3 separate regions of the Mus musculus genome follow, and regions 1 and 3 are each linked to region 2. The links are chromatin contacts, called in public Hi-C maps. All regions are on one chromosome and are shown on one strand. Each heading gives the region's core, a stretch centred on a gene start, on an enhancer-like site or on the middle of the called end of the contact. The rest is flanking DNA. Distances are from core to core; before and after follow the strand shown.

The links. Hi-C and Micro-C count contacts between places; a contact is called where the count stands out from the background.
Region 1: a contact with region 2 is called in a Hi-C map of muscle stem cells, with 4 times the contacts expected there. The contact joins the enhancer-like site here to the promoter of Kdm3a in region 2. A contact is called at or near these places in 4 of 39 promoter capture datasets (the C10 cell line, cranial neural crest, hippocampal neurons and 1 more), 4 of 484 Hi-C or Micro-C datasets (CD4 T cells, cranial neural crest, muscle stem cells and 1 more), 7 of 115 datasets of contacts at active chromatin or transcription factors (astrocytes, embryonic forebrain, embryonic midbrain and 4 more) and 2 of 9 other capture datasets (adipose tissue and liver).
Region 3: a Hi-C map of effector CD8 T cells shows a contact between it and region 2, with 8 times the contacts expected there. The contact joins the promoter of Rnf181 here to the promoter of Kdm3a in region 2. A contact is called at or near these places in 1 of 39 promoter capture datasets (pre-B cells), 4 of 484 Hi-C or Micro-C datasets (CD4 T cells, CD8 T cells, effector CD8 T cells and 1 more), 2 of 115 datasets of contacts at active chromatin or transcription factors (astrocytes and bone marrow-derived macrophages) and 3 of 9 other capture datasets (adipose tissue, liver and macrophages).

What each region holds. Positions count from the first base shown.
Region 1 is chr6:72,162,944-72,167,002 of GRCm38.p6, forward strand. The region is part of intron 1 of Gm38832 (a long non-coding RNA gene); the gene reads left to right. Among named protein-coding and RNA genes, the nearest start is that of Gm38832, 3.1 kb to the left of the region's middle. Within about 2 kb of position 2,133, at least 42 of the 459 cell types and tissues checked have an H3K27ac peak or open chromatin away from gene starts, as enhancers often do. A contact at or near this core is called in adipose tissue, microglia, muscle stem cells and 1 more, where this site is marked.
Region 2 is chr6:71,631,170-71,635,072 of GRCm38.p6, forward strand. It overlaps Kdm3a (lysine (K)-specific demethylase 3A), which reads right to left and starts at 1,748. Exons shown (of 27, transcript NM_001038695.3): 1 at 1,669-1,748; 2 at 1,328-1,410; 3 at 887-1,102. The coding sequence starts at 1,072.
Region 3 is chr6:72,359,941-72,364,020 of GRCm38.p6, forward strand. Rnf181 (ring finger protein 181) reads right to left here and starts at 2,492. Exons shown (of 5, transcript NM_025607.4): 1 at 2,301-2,492; 2 at 1,472-1,599; 3 at 1,177-1,286; 4 at 935-1,009; 5 at 1-702. The coding sequence starts at 2,425. The coding sequence ends at 643.

The DNA of each region.
Region 1 (4,059 bases), core at 883-3,382, 530 kb after region 2:
TTTATTTACTTGTTGTGTCTCTGTGTGAATACAGAAATAGTTAGGTAAATTCCTTAGTGGAAAAATTAACATCCCAGTAGCTTAAAAGCTACTCCACCATGCAGTCAAAACCTTCCACCAGCATGCATTGATGGAAATGATTGTAAGCAAAGAGAGAGAGAGAAAAAATGTTTGTTTTGTTTTGTTTTGTTTTGTTTTGTTTAAATACTAGTCCTAGAAGCCACAATGCAAAGTCAGCATATCTAAGGAATCACCATCCTGCGCCTTGCAGGGCCTTCCATGTAGCATCAGCTGACTCAAGAGTCCATTTTTCCCTACTTGGCTTTGCTCTGACTGAGGTAGAATAAAGGCCCTAGGTGATCCGTCATGGAAAATGCACCCTCAAGTTTTCCAAAACTGGGAACTGAAATTGAACTGATGATGGCTTCATTTTCACACACACACTAAATCCTCCAGGTCTGGGACTGTGGCCCTGACACCGAGTGGAGGCCCCTCCCCAGGGTACCCATCTCTGTGGCTCCGGCTGACTCTCCTGACAGGCCGTTCCACTGCTAATGCCATTTTGTGCAAACAAAACACAGTTCCAGAAGGTACTCATGACTGTATCCTAGTGCCCAGTAGGGCTCTCAAAAATACGGCCCTGCTCCATTAGAATAACCACCATCAGTGCCTGCAGTCCTCTGCCAGCCAAATCCCTAGGCGGCAAAAACACCGGCTCAGACCCTTTGTACCAGAGTTTCCATCTAGAAGGGGGAACGTAATTAAGCAAAGGTAGTGTAATGAGGACGTCGGCATCAGGGTTCCTCTAGGAAAATTCCATGCTGGAGGAAAGATGGGCCACCCACAGGAACTCTGACTTTAGAGGAAAAACTACCTGCCTATGCATTGTATCCTTCCTGCATTGTCCCCCTCTATCTCTGTCTCTGTCTCTTTCTCTCTCCCTCTCCCTCTCCCTCTCTCTCTCTCTCATACACACTCACATGTAAAGCTGCAGTAAGCAGGTTTAAGGTAGATTGGGGTGTGTGTGTGTGTGTGTGTGTGTGTGTGTGTGTATGTGTGTATGTGTGTGTGTACGTGTGTGTGTGCTGGTACATGTGTGCACACTTGTGCACCTGAGATTGACATTAAGTCTCACTTGATCTCCGAGTTAATCACTTAACTCACTGAGTTAGCATCTCCCAGTTGACCCCAGAACTCACCAATACTGGTTAGTCTAGCTTTCAGGCTTGCTCTGGGCACCCCTGTCTGCCTTCCCAACGCTGGGATTGCCCATCTGGCATTTACATGGGTTCTGGGATCTGAACTCCCAGCCTCACACTCAAAGAGCAAGCACACTACCAGTTTTTTTCCCATCCCATTTCTTCTTTTAATAAAAGCTTTTGGACGCAGGGTCAGGCCTTATGGCTGGAAGCCAGCAGTAGCTTCAGACATCAAAGCTATTAACCATGGGACAAAACGCCATTTTCAGCAAGTCTGAGCCCAGGCCAGGGGGTGATCAACAGGAGGCAGGAGGCAAGAGGCTGGAACTCAGTGCAGACAGAGTGAGCTTGCTGAGGGAAGGAAGTGACACACACTGTCAACTCACAACAGGATATACTTTCTCAAAGCACAGCATGGCATGGCTCACTTTATCTTACCAAACCAAACTGACAAATGTAGGCTCAGGCATGACCTCAGCTGAAACTTTGCAGGCCAAACTGAGATCATTGTCAGGGCAAAAGGCAGTTGGACTCCCAGGGGAATACTAGTGGAAGATTCCCTTGACCCATCGTTAAAAACCAACAATGTGACTGCGGATAGAAGAAGCCATGGGGACCTGGGCGTTGAGTGTCCTGGGAAGGGGGATGCAAGAAATCTGACTTCTTGTTGGGCCACACTGAAAACCGATTGGGGCTGGCGGTCTGGGCCTCAGCATCCTTCAGGCTGCCTTCTGACTCAGGATTCTGCTAGCCATTTATCTAGATTCTTTGAAAGCCAAGAACAGGAGTTAGGAGCCTAACTTTGCATCAGCACTGGTGTGCGCGGGAGCCAGTCACAGCCCCTCTGGCAGTTTCTCCACTCAGCAGAGCCTGTTCACTGGGACTTCGCTTTTGAAAAGAAAACCAGTGACTATTACTCATGAGCCGGTACGCAGCGCCACCTAGTGTCGTGAAGCCGTGTGTACTGTTCTTAGTGCCGAGCTTCCAGCCCTGACTGACTGTTGCAGGGTTCCAGCAGCTGGAGCACACACAGAACCTTCCCGCTCCGTCTGCGCATTTCCTATCTGATGTCCTAGCTAGAGGCTCCTCTTCCCCTCTCATGCCTTTGTCCCCGATCTTTGTTTCTCTGTCATCTCTTTCTGGAAGAACATCAATTCCCATGGGTCAAACCACACACTGGGAGGAAAACAAAACAAAAAAGCCCAAACAAACAAACAAACAAAAAGCCCAGCTTCTTCAACAAATGGTACTGGTCAAACTGGCTGTCTGCACGTAGAAGAATCCACATAGATCTATATTTACAACACTGCCCAAACTCCATATGAAGCAAAGACCTCAACATAAAATCAGATACACTGAACCTGATAGAAGAAAAAGTAGAAAATAGTTTTGAACTCATTGACACAGAAGAAGACATTCTGAACTGAACACCATTAGCATAGACACTGAGAACATAATTCACAAATAGAACCTCATGAAAAGCTACTGTGTGGCAGGGGACATCATAACTCAGACAAAGTAATAGACTACAGAATGGGAAAAGATTTTTTTTTTACCAACAATAGAGTGCTAATATCTCTAAAATGTATAAAGAATGAAAAAACTGGACATCAAGAAAACAAGCAACCCAATTAAAAATGGGGTACATATATGAGCAGAAAATTCTCAAAAGAGGAAATACAAATGGCTGAGAAGTACTTTAATGTTCAGTATTGTTAGTCATCAGAGAAATGCAAATCAACTTTGAAATTTCATCTTATACCAGTCACAATGATCAAGTTCAATAAAACAAGTGACAGCAGATGCTGGTGAGGACATGGAGGGAGGGGTCAGTCCTCCACTGCTGGTGGGAGTGCACACTTGCACAGCTACTATGGAAATCAGTGTGGTGACCCTCAGGGAGATGGGGACTGATCTACCTAAGATCCAACTATACCACTCTTGGACATCTACCTAAAGGCTACTTCATGCTACCATACCATACTATTCTATACCATACTATACGGTACTATTCTATATCATACTATACGGTACTATACTATACATTACTTGCTCAACCATGTTCATTGCTGCTCTATTCATAATAACCAGAAATTGGAAACAGCCTGGATGTCCACCAATGGATGAATATATATTTTTAAATGTGATAAGTTTACATAATGGAATGCATTCAGCCATTAGAGAAATAAAGTCATGAAATTAGGAAATAAAAACATCATCCTGAATGAAGTAACCTAGACCTAGAAAGACAACTTTGGCATACGCTTGTTTATTTGTGATGTTAGCTGTTGAGTCTTTAATAAGCAGGCTACCATCCAGATAACCACAGAGGTTTGGCAGAGAGTAAGGGACTAGCAGGGAGGGAGGGAGGGATGTCCCTAGGAAGGAGAAATAAAACAGGTAAGTATAAGTGGACAGGGGAGGCAGGAACAGGAGGATAAAATGGGGACAGGAGGAAAGAAGAAGTAAGGGAAAGAATATGGGAAGAGACTGATAGCACTAAGAGCCATTTGAGGGGTCATGGGGAAACTAACACAATAGAAGTGTCCTAAATCTAAATGAAATGATCAAATAATGGGAGATGGAACCCCAACTGGACATTTCTGGTCACCAAATGAGCTTCTTGTGCTGGTAATGGGTTATATCTAATTGAGTCGTTGGCCAAAGGCATCCCATTGGAACTCCCAACCAACCCAGGCTGTTGCCAAAGCTTTTGGCTGTTGTCCTTAAACTGATAGTAAAGCCCTATTCCTGGAGACAACAACCACACAACTCACTGAACACAGAGAAGTAGAGTTGATGCCTACATACAGCCATCACCCTATAGACTACTGTTCTGGATACTTGAGGGTGCTCAGCA
Region 2 (3,903 bases), core at 498-2,997:
ATCTTTTTTCAGCTGATTTTTGCACAAGGAGTCTTTGTGGGCACAATGGCTTCCTCACTGGTTATTTCCCTACTATTTTTTCACACCAATATTTGTATCACAGAGTAGGATTCATTCCTTTCAAAAGATCTAAGTGAAAAAGGTTCCAGAATGTGTTAACTGGTCATGCAAGTTCCATTTCTCCCCTTCCTTTCAAACACCCTATACGGGACAGCTCCACCCAAGGCTTCCATATATGGCTGTAGCCACACCAACCCATCCTCATTAACAACCGGGGACCTACTCCTGCCTCACTAACCATACCTCAGCAAATACCCACCACCAGAACAAGCCAAACAAAACTAAATAGATAAACACAACTAAGCTCCTTCCCTTACATTCACACTTCACTTCCAAGTTGTAAAGTTTAAAAAGTTGAATGAAGAAATAAAGAGGAACACCATCATCTGAAATCATCTTTTTTGAAAGCACTTTCAAGCTAGCCTTCAATGATTCTAATTGTCATCCACTTCTTTAACCTATTACTAATAAACAATACGCCTCCCGTTGGGGGCATAATCAGACTGTCCCAGGGGACCCAGCGCCTGCATTAATGAAGCATGTCTGAACAATCCTAAACCCATTATTAATCTCAGGCCACTGGAGCTCTAGGTCAAACACACCTTGACACTACACCCCATTTCAAAGACTTTCACGGTCTAGAGTTCTGTACCTTCTGATCACCTGCCAACTTTCTAGTGGCCCATTTCAGAAAAGGGAGGGAGGGGCGCTCAACTGTCCCGTTACCAAGGTAACTGAAAACCGTCTGACTGCCCAGCCCCCAGAAGACGGTTTTGTTTGTTTGTTTAGGGATTTTGTATTTTGTTTTAGTCTTTTTGTTTTTTACCTTCAAGTCTTTCTTAGTAACGTCGGTGTGGGAAACAGCTCGAATGGTCCCCGACAGCCAGGGCCACTCGGCAACGCGCTCCAAGTCCCAGTTGTCCTGGCCGCCTTCGTTGCCTTCGGCTGCGGACAGACTGAGGAATCGCTTCCCCACCAATACTGGCCAACTTTCTCCGAGCGTGAGCACCATGGTTTCCACGCCAGCAGGAAGGGCTCCTCCCTGCAGAAGGCACAAAAACAAAATGCGATGGGGGGCGGCCGAGGTCGGAGGCGGCCCGAAGAGACGAAGCGCCGACAGGGACCGGTGGAGTGACACCCCCGCAGGTGGACTCCGCGCCCCAAGCTGCCACCCGCGCCTCCCCAACCCCCCAGCACTCCCCCCCGCAAACACCCCCCCGAGTGCCGCGTGACCCTCTCGCCCCAACAACTTTCGCTTTTTCCAAACCTTTCAAAGCTGGACACTGAGAGAGAGAAGGGAGGACTGAGCCGCGGCGCCAGTGCTTTTGCCTAAGTGTTCGTCCCCTCGCCCTGTTAAAGAAAAGGCTCCCTCTTAGTGCCTAGGGCCCGTCTCAGCGACCGATCCCCGCCCCGAGCGGCCTCGGAGCCGCCGTGGACTCGCTCGCGACTCGACACTTGCCGCGCCCCCGCCCCCCGCTTCCGGGCCGCCGACTCGGGCGCACCCCCGCCCGTCCTGAGCCTTGAACCGAGAAGACGCGGCGACCGCCCGCGCGGGTCCTTCACCCTTCTCCCTCTGTCTCCCGCAGCCGAGGCCCGCGGAGCGCTTACCCCGCCTCCCGCCTCCCTGAGTCACCCACGACGGCGGCAACAGAGCCCAGCCGCCCAGCCGACTCTAGCTCTGACTTGGTTCAAGAGCTCTCTCTCACAAGACACGCACAGCCTCCCGGACCCGCCCCCTCGGAGCCGCTGCCACCGATGATTGGTTGAGTCGCGGGGGATAGGCGGGGCAGCCTAGGAAATTCTACGTTCCTATTGGTTATGCTGAAGAGGGCGGGGTGAGGAAAAAAAACAATTCCTTGGCTGCCTCCTCCCTTCCCCCCGCTCTCAGCAACGACTCGAAGCCGATCCCCCATTAAAGCGCGCAGAACGCGGTCGGTAGATCCCTCCGCCGCAGCTCCATTCTTCCATTTGTTGCCTCGCGCTATGCAAAAAAGTCCCGCCGAATCGGTTATCGACTTTGAGGCCAGAAAGAAAATCGCACAGGCTCACAGATAAGACTGAATGGGGAGACCCAGGATCATGAGCGCCTATTGGATTGCACTTGAAGCGCGTAGGCTGTCGAGCGAAGACCGACCTTCCACCAGGCGGAAGAATCTCACGGGAAAGGGGCGGGGGCGGTGCACAGCCTGCGGGGGAGGGACAGCACTGGGACGTGCGGTTTCAGGCGTACGCAGTTAGAGGGGGAGGAGCGACTAGGCTCTGGGGGCTCCTGCGCACGCGCCAGAAGGGGCGGACTCTTGGAGCTTGGGCTGATGGGTGAAATGGCCGCTGGAGGCGCAGGCGCACGTGGTACTGATCATGACTGTCTAGGTCCGCCATTTTGAAGGATAAATGAAGAAAGGCATTGAGTTGCTGGAAAACGATGTTCATTAAATCTAGAGGCAAACCATCTATTCAAAACTATGTGGGATGTAGGTTTTTTAAAAAGAAAATGTAAAGTGGATATAAGATTTTTGAAACAACAAAGAAATTGAGAAAGTAGATGGAGTTGATGATAAAAGTGATAATGAAAGAGGTGACTTTGAAAGACAAAGGAGAGAAAAGATGGTTTTATGGTTTGGACCAGAGGATTCTTGGTTGAATCAAAAAATGAAATGAATAACTGAAGACTTCTTTATGAAGCCTGGTGCTTAATCTAACATCACACTTAATCTTTATTATAAAATGAATGGAAATTTAGTTTTAATAGTGTGAAAATGAGAATTCAGAAAAAATTCAAAATGTATAAGGGAATGCTATACAATGCAAATTAGTACCAGATGTTTATTTTGAAAAATATTTGGTTTGAATGTATGACAACAGAATGTTAAAGATTAAATAATGCTGAAGTTGAATTAAACTGAATTGGATTTATTATATTCAAACCATTAAGAGGTGGGAAATGGAATGAAGGAACCTATCCACTTCATCAAAAGGCAGAAATGGAAACAAGAAAAACAAAAGGAAGAAGAAGAAATTATGGTTAAAAATAAAATGACAGGAATAAGTCCATTTATATTTACAATAAATATAAATGGGTTAATTTTATAAATAAACATGGAGAGGTACTTAGTATTTAAAAAAATTTTTTTGGCATAAGAAAAGTACAGCATAAGAAACTTGAAACTATTAGGGTAAAATTTTTATAAGACTAATCAAAGGAAAGCTACATTGGCATCTTGTACAGTTATACATTATTTAATACGAGGGATATATTCTGATAAAAGGTTGTTAGATGATTTCATTACATTGATAACATAGTGTCCTTACAGAAATTACCAAGTCACTGAGAAAAACTTATGGGATCACCACTGTATATATCACATGTCACTTGCCATAATGTTGTTATATGGTATATGACTAAGAGTAAAAGCATAAAAAGAAGAAATATATTAATAAAGGATTGGGTCTATAAAATACATTATTGAACTATTCAAACTGAAGATATGAACTAAGTTAATAGTACTAAACAAGAAAGTTTTGACAGCTTATAATCACAGTAAATGCTATAAATCCATTTATCTCAGAAATAAGCAGTTTAAATTTTTAAAATGAGAGAATGTGGAGGACTTAGATCACATAACACATAATTTGGAAAATAACAGGCATAAATTCTACTAAAACAAAAGACATTTTTGTTTTAGGCATAAATTCTACTAAAACACACACATGACTTTTCTGTTTTATTCATGATTCCAGAACCAAGAAAAGTTGGAGAGATATCCAGTGTACTTTATGAACTTACAAAGTCCTATTACTAAATCTGAACAACAACAACAAAAAAACAACAAAAAATACTTACAT
Region 3 (4,080 bases), core at 1,242-3,741, 730 kb after region 2:
AGGATGTCCTAAGTACAAGGCGAGCCTGGTCTATATAGTGGGTTCCAAGACAGCCAAGGTCACATAGTGAATGAAACCCACTTTCAAAACTTCCACAAGGACTGTCCCCCTTTGAAGAGTCTCTAAACAGCCTTGCCCTACTTGGGCTGGCTTGACCTTTGATTCCTTGATAATGGCGCCTACAGGAGTGGGATACAGAGAGCAACTTTTACAATGTTAAAAGTTTTCTATGTGGAAATAAAGAACACCCCCAGGATTCCACGGTTAACTAAAGGTTCCAAGGTTAACTAGAGATTTCCGGAGTGGGGTGGTGCAAGTTAATTTATCAGTTTTAAACAGCTACAAAGCGCCAGGCTCTGACACAGTTTGACTTCTAAAAGAACACTCAGACCCAAGCCCTGGTTGTTCTAGGGCCCCACCACCCAGAGTCTAGAGGCTGGCAGAGGGAATTGCAGCCTGGCACCTTCGGACATTTGACACCTTTGACATCTTTCTGGCTAGCAGCAGGGTGGAGGATTCGGAAGGAGCCCCTGCTTCGGCTGGTGAGCCGTGCAGCTGCAGGGTGGGTAAAGAAACCTTTAATGATTCAGAGTGCAGAGGGAAGGTATCAGAGAGGCTGAGCGCTCAGCCCTGGCAGCTGCCTCACGTGTACATGGCTCCGTGGAGGTTCTCCAGGCGGTGCTGCTGCTGCTGCCTGCGAGCCTAGAAGAAAGACGCCAGGCTTAGGCAAGGCTGGGTCTGAATACTCATGGATAGGACCATGCAGAGAGCAGCTGTCACGGGGTCTCTTTTCAGGCTTCTAACATTAACAATGCTGAGACCTTTGCCCTCACCACACTGACTTGGAAGGGAGCCCAAGTGAGGGGGGCGTTCAGAGGCCTAGCCAAGCCTGCTGAGGAGTGGGGAGTGTGCAGCAGGGGTGGGGTGACCAGACCTTGTCTTTCTTGTGCTCTTCATAGCTGTCATCATCAGTGGGCAGCTCATGGCGGCACAGAGGGCAGGAATTTGTCTAGAGAAATCAAGAGCGGTATTCCGGTCCTTTCCTGCTCCTGCCTTCCAGCCCTGCTCTCTCCCTTGATTTCACCCCAGTCCATTACCAAAAAAAAAAAAAAAAAAAAAGCCGCTTAGGAACTGGCGGGAACTGGTGTTGGGGCCGGGAAGGGATGGACCGAGTACCTTACTTAGCCAGGGCAGAATGCAGTTGGAATGGAAGAGATGATGGCAGGGCATCTCAATCACAGTCTCCTCCGCCTCAAATTCCAAAAGGCACACGGGGCACTTGAGATCTTGAAGAGGAAGTGTCGATCAGGAGAGCAGTTAAGGCCCAACCCAACCTCCCACTCAGACACAGGCTTGGCCTAGAACACTAACAGGCCAGATTGTTGGTGGCTAGGGGGAGTCGGCAGGCAGGCAGGTCTGGCTTATCTGCCCTAAACAGAAAAAAAAAACAAAAAAGGCCTTGTGTCCTCACCAGCCTTGGCGCTACTGATGACTGTTCTAGGGAGGCTCTCCACCACAGCCTTGGCAGCTGGTGGGGGAAGGTGGTGTTCCCAATCTACCAATCCCAGGTCCTCAAAGTCCATCCTATTAAAGAGTGATCTGAGGGAGAAAGTATAAATCAGAACTAAGGAAATCATCTAGTTCCGGCCCCCATAATCCACTGGGAAATACCTGTCCTGGCTAAAATAGTAATAATAACGAATAGTGCACAAGAGCTCCTCAGTAGGGTGGGAGCCAGAGGTGGTGGCCCATGCATTTAGTCACAACACTTGGGAGGCTGTGAGTTCGAGGCCAGTCAGGGATACATAGTGAGATTGTCTCTAAGCAAAACACACACACACGAAACAAACCCACCAGCACAGCTCTCAATCAACCCCGGCTCGCTTTTCCCTTTTTCTTTCTACCTCCCAAGTAGTTGGATTAAAGGTGTGCACTATCACTCCAGGCAACTTTCCCATTTTACTAGAAATAGCAGTCTCAAAGAAGTCGTTCAGGAATAAGCCAAAGTTGATTCCAGGACAGCAGTGAGTTTCTCTCCTTGCTTATTACTAGCAAAACACTACCCAGTTTACACACTTGGGCACAGGCCGTGTCCGCCCCCATGACAATCTTGTCCCGTGCCTCCCTTTGCTACACCCACCCTTTCTATCTTCGTCTTTCCCACGATCCCCTGGCGGGCCCTACTCATTAATAGCCCAAATTAACGACTCCGACTCGACTAATCGCGTCGCCCTGACTAACATTATTTACCCCACCTCCCAGGTTAACCCGCCCTCTCCGCCAAACCCCAACCCAGAAACCTGCCGCCCGGGGCCCAGCTCCAAGCCCCGCGCACTCTTCTCGCGAGTTCCAGCAACATATTGTTGCGGGCCTCACGCTCAGGGTTCAACGGCTCGCAGTCGTGCTCATCAAAATAAGACGCCATGGCTCCTGGGCTGCCGGGCTTGTCTGACACAGCTTTAGGTTGCCGCTGGAGAGCCGAATCCAGCGCTGGCCAATAAGCGATCGAATTTCAAGAGGAGAGCCAATCAGAGTGCTCCTGGGGTGGGCATAGTGACTCGCACACAGAGGCGGAAGTACCGATGCAGCCGCCTCTCGTTGGTTGGATAAGTCAGGTGACCAAAGACTAAAGCCAATGGGGTTGGAGAAAGAGGAAATTCCGGGGACTTTTCGGAGCCAGGATCTGAGGGCTCTCGCCGGTTTCTAGAAGTGCCAGTCCAAGCCGGAAGTATCTCTACTGTGTCTCCTTGGCTGAGTTTACCTGCATGTTCCACCTACTCCCTGAAAGGAAAATTCCCACGCATTGATTATGTTTTATGCATAAAAATGGGTGAAGGGCCTGGAGAGATGGCTCAGCGCACCCAAGTTTTAGTCCCAGCACCCACTGGATGGCGCACAACACTATTTCCAGAGGGTCTGATGCTCTGCGGGCACCAGGCAAATAAGTGACAGACAGACAGACATGCAGCAAGACACCCACTCGTATTATAAATAAATAAAGCAATCGATGGTGCATGTCTTTAAGTCTGGCACTCAGGAGGCAGAGCCAGGTGTTTTTCTGTGAGTGGGAGGCCAGCCAAGGCTAAAAAGTTGAGACCTTGTCTCAATCAATAAAAATAAAAATTAAAACAAATAAATATAAACAATAAAAGAAGGAAAATAGACAAAACCATGCATGATTAGGAGTTCAACTTGGGCAGTTTACTGTAATTCCAGCTCCAGGTAATGCCTCTTTGCTCCTCCTCCCCGGTACCTACATTCACCTGACAAAGCACACATAGTTATAAAATAAATTTTTTTGAAATTTTTGAAAAGGGGGGGAGTGACCGCCAGAGGATTGCAAACTTAAGACCAGCGTGGGCTACATAGTAAAATCCTGTCTTTAAAAAAATTCAAAGGAGAGGCATATTCAGGAAAAGAGCATTCCATAAATACCTGATTGTAATTGTCTAGTACTGTAGTGCGGCACCTCAGAGGGGCCTTAGAGTTCATGCTGAGCATCTGCTCTACCACTGACCTGGGTCTCAGAAGTAGCTTGCCCAAAGTGAGTGCTGCTGACCCACCTAGCAGGGCAAAGTGCTATCCCCCCATCTTTCTCAGAAGAGGAAGATGATAATAAACCCAAGGAAGGTAACAAGTGCTTAGAGCTCTCAAGGTGGCATACACCCATCGTCTCAGAATTTAAGAGGCCACTGGGCTTTTAGGGAAACACTGCCTCTAACAAACAAACAAACAAACAAACAGTATTGTCTTAAGCCCTGTATGTTTGTTATCTTTTTGTCAACTTGACATAAGCTAAGATCATCTGGGAAGAAGGACCCTCAAACCCTGAGAAAATGCCTCCATTCCATTGGCCTGTAGACTAGTCATTTTCTTGATTAATGACTGATATAGACGGGCCCAGCTCACAGTGGGAAGTAACACCCCAGGGCAGGTCCTGGGGTGTATAGGAAGCAGGATGAAAGAGCCGGTCAGCAGTGTTCTTCCATAGCCTCTGCTGCAGCTCTTGCCTCATGTTCTTGCCATGATTTTCCGTCCTGACTTACCTTCATGGTGGAGTATAATTTTAAGATGAAATAA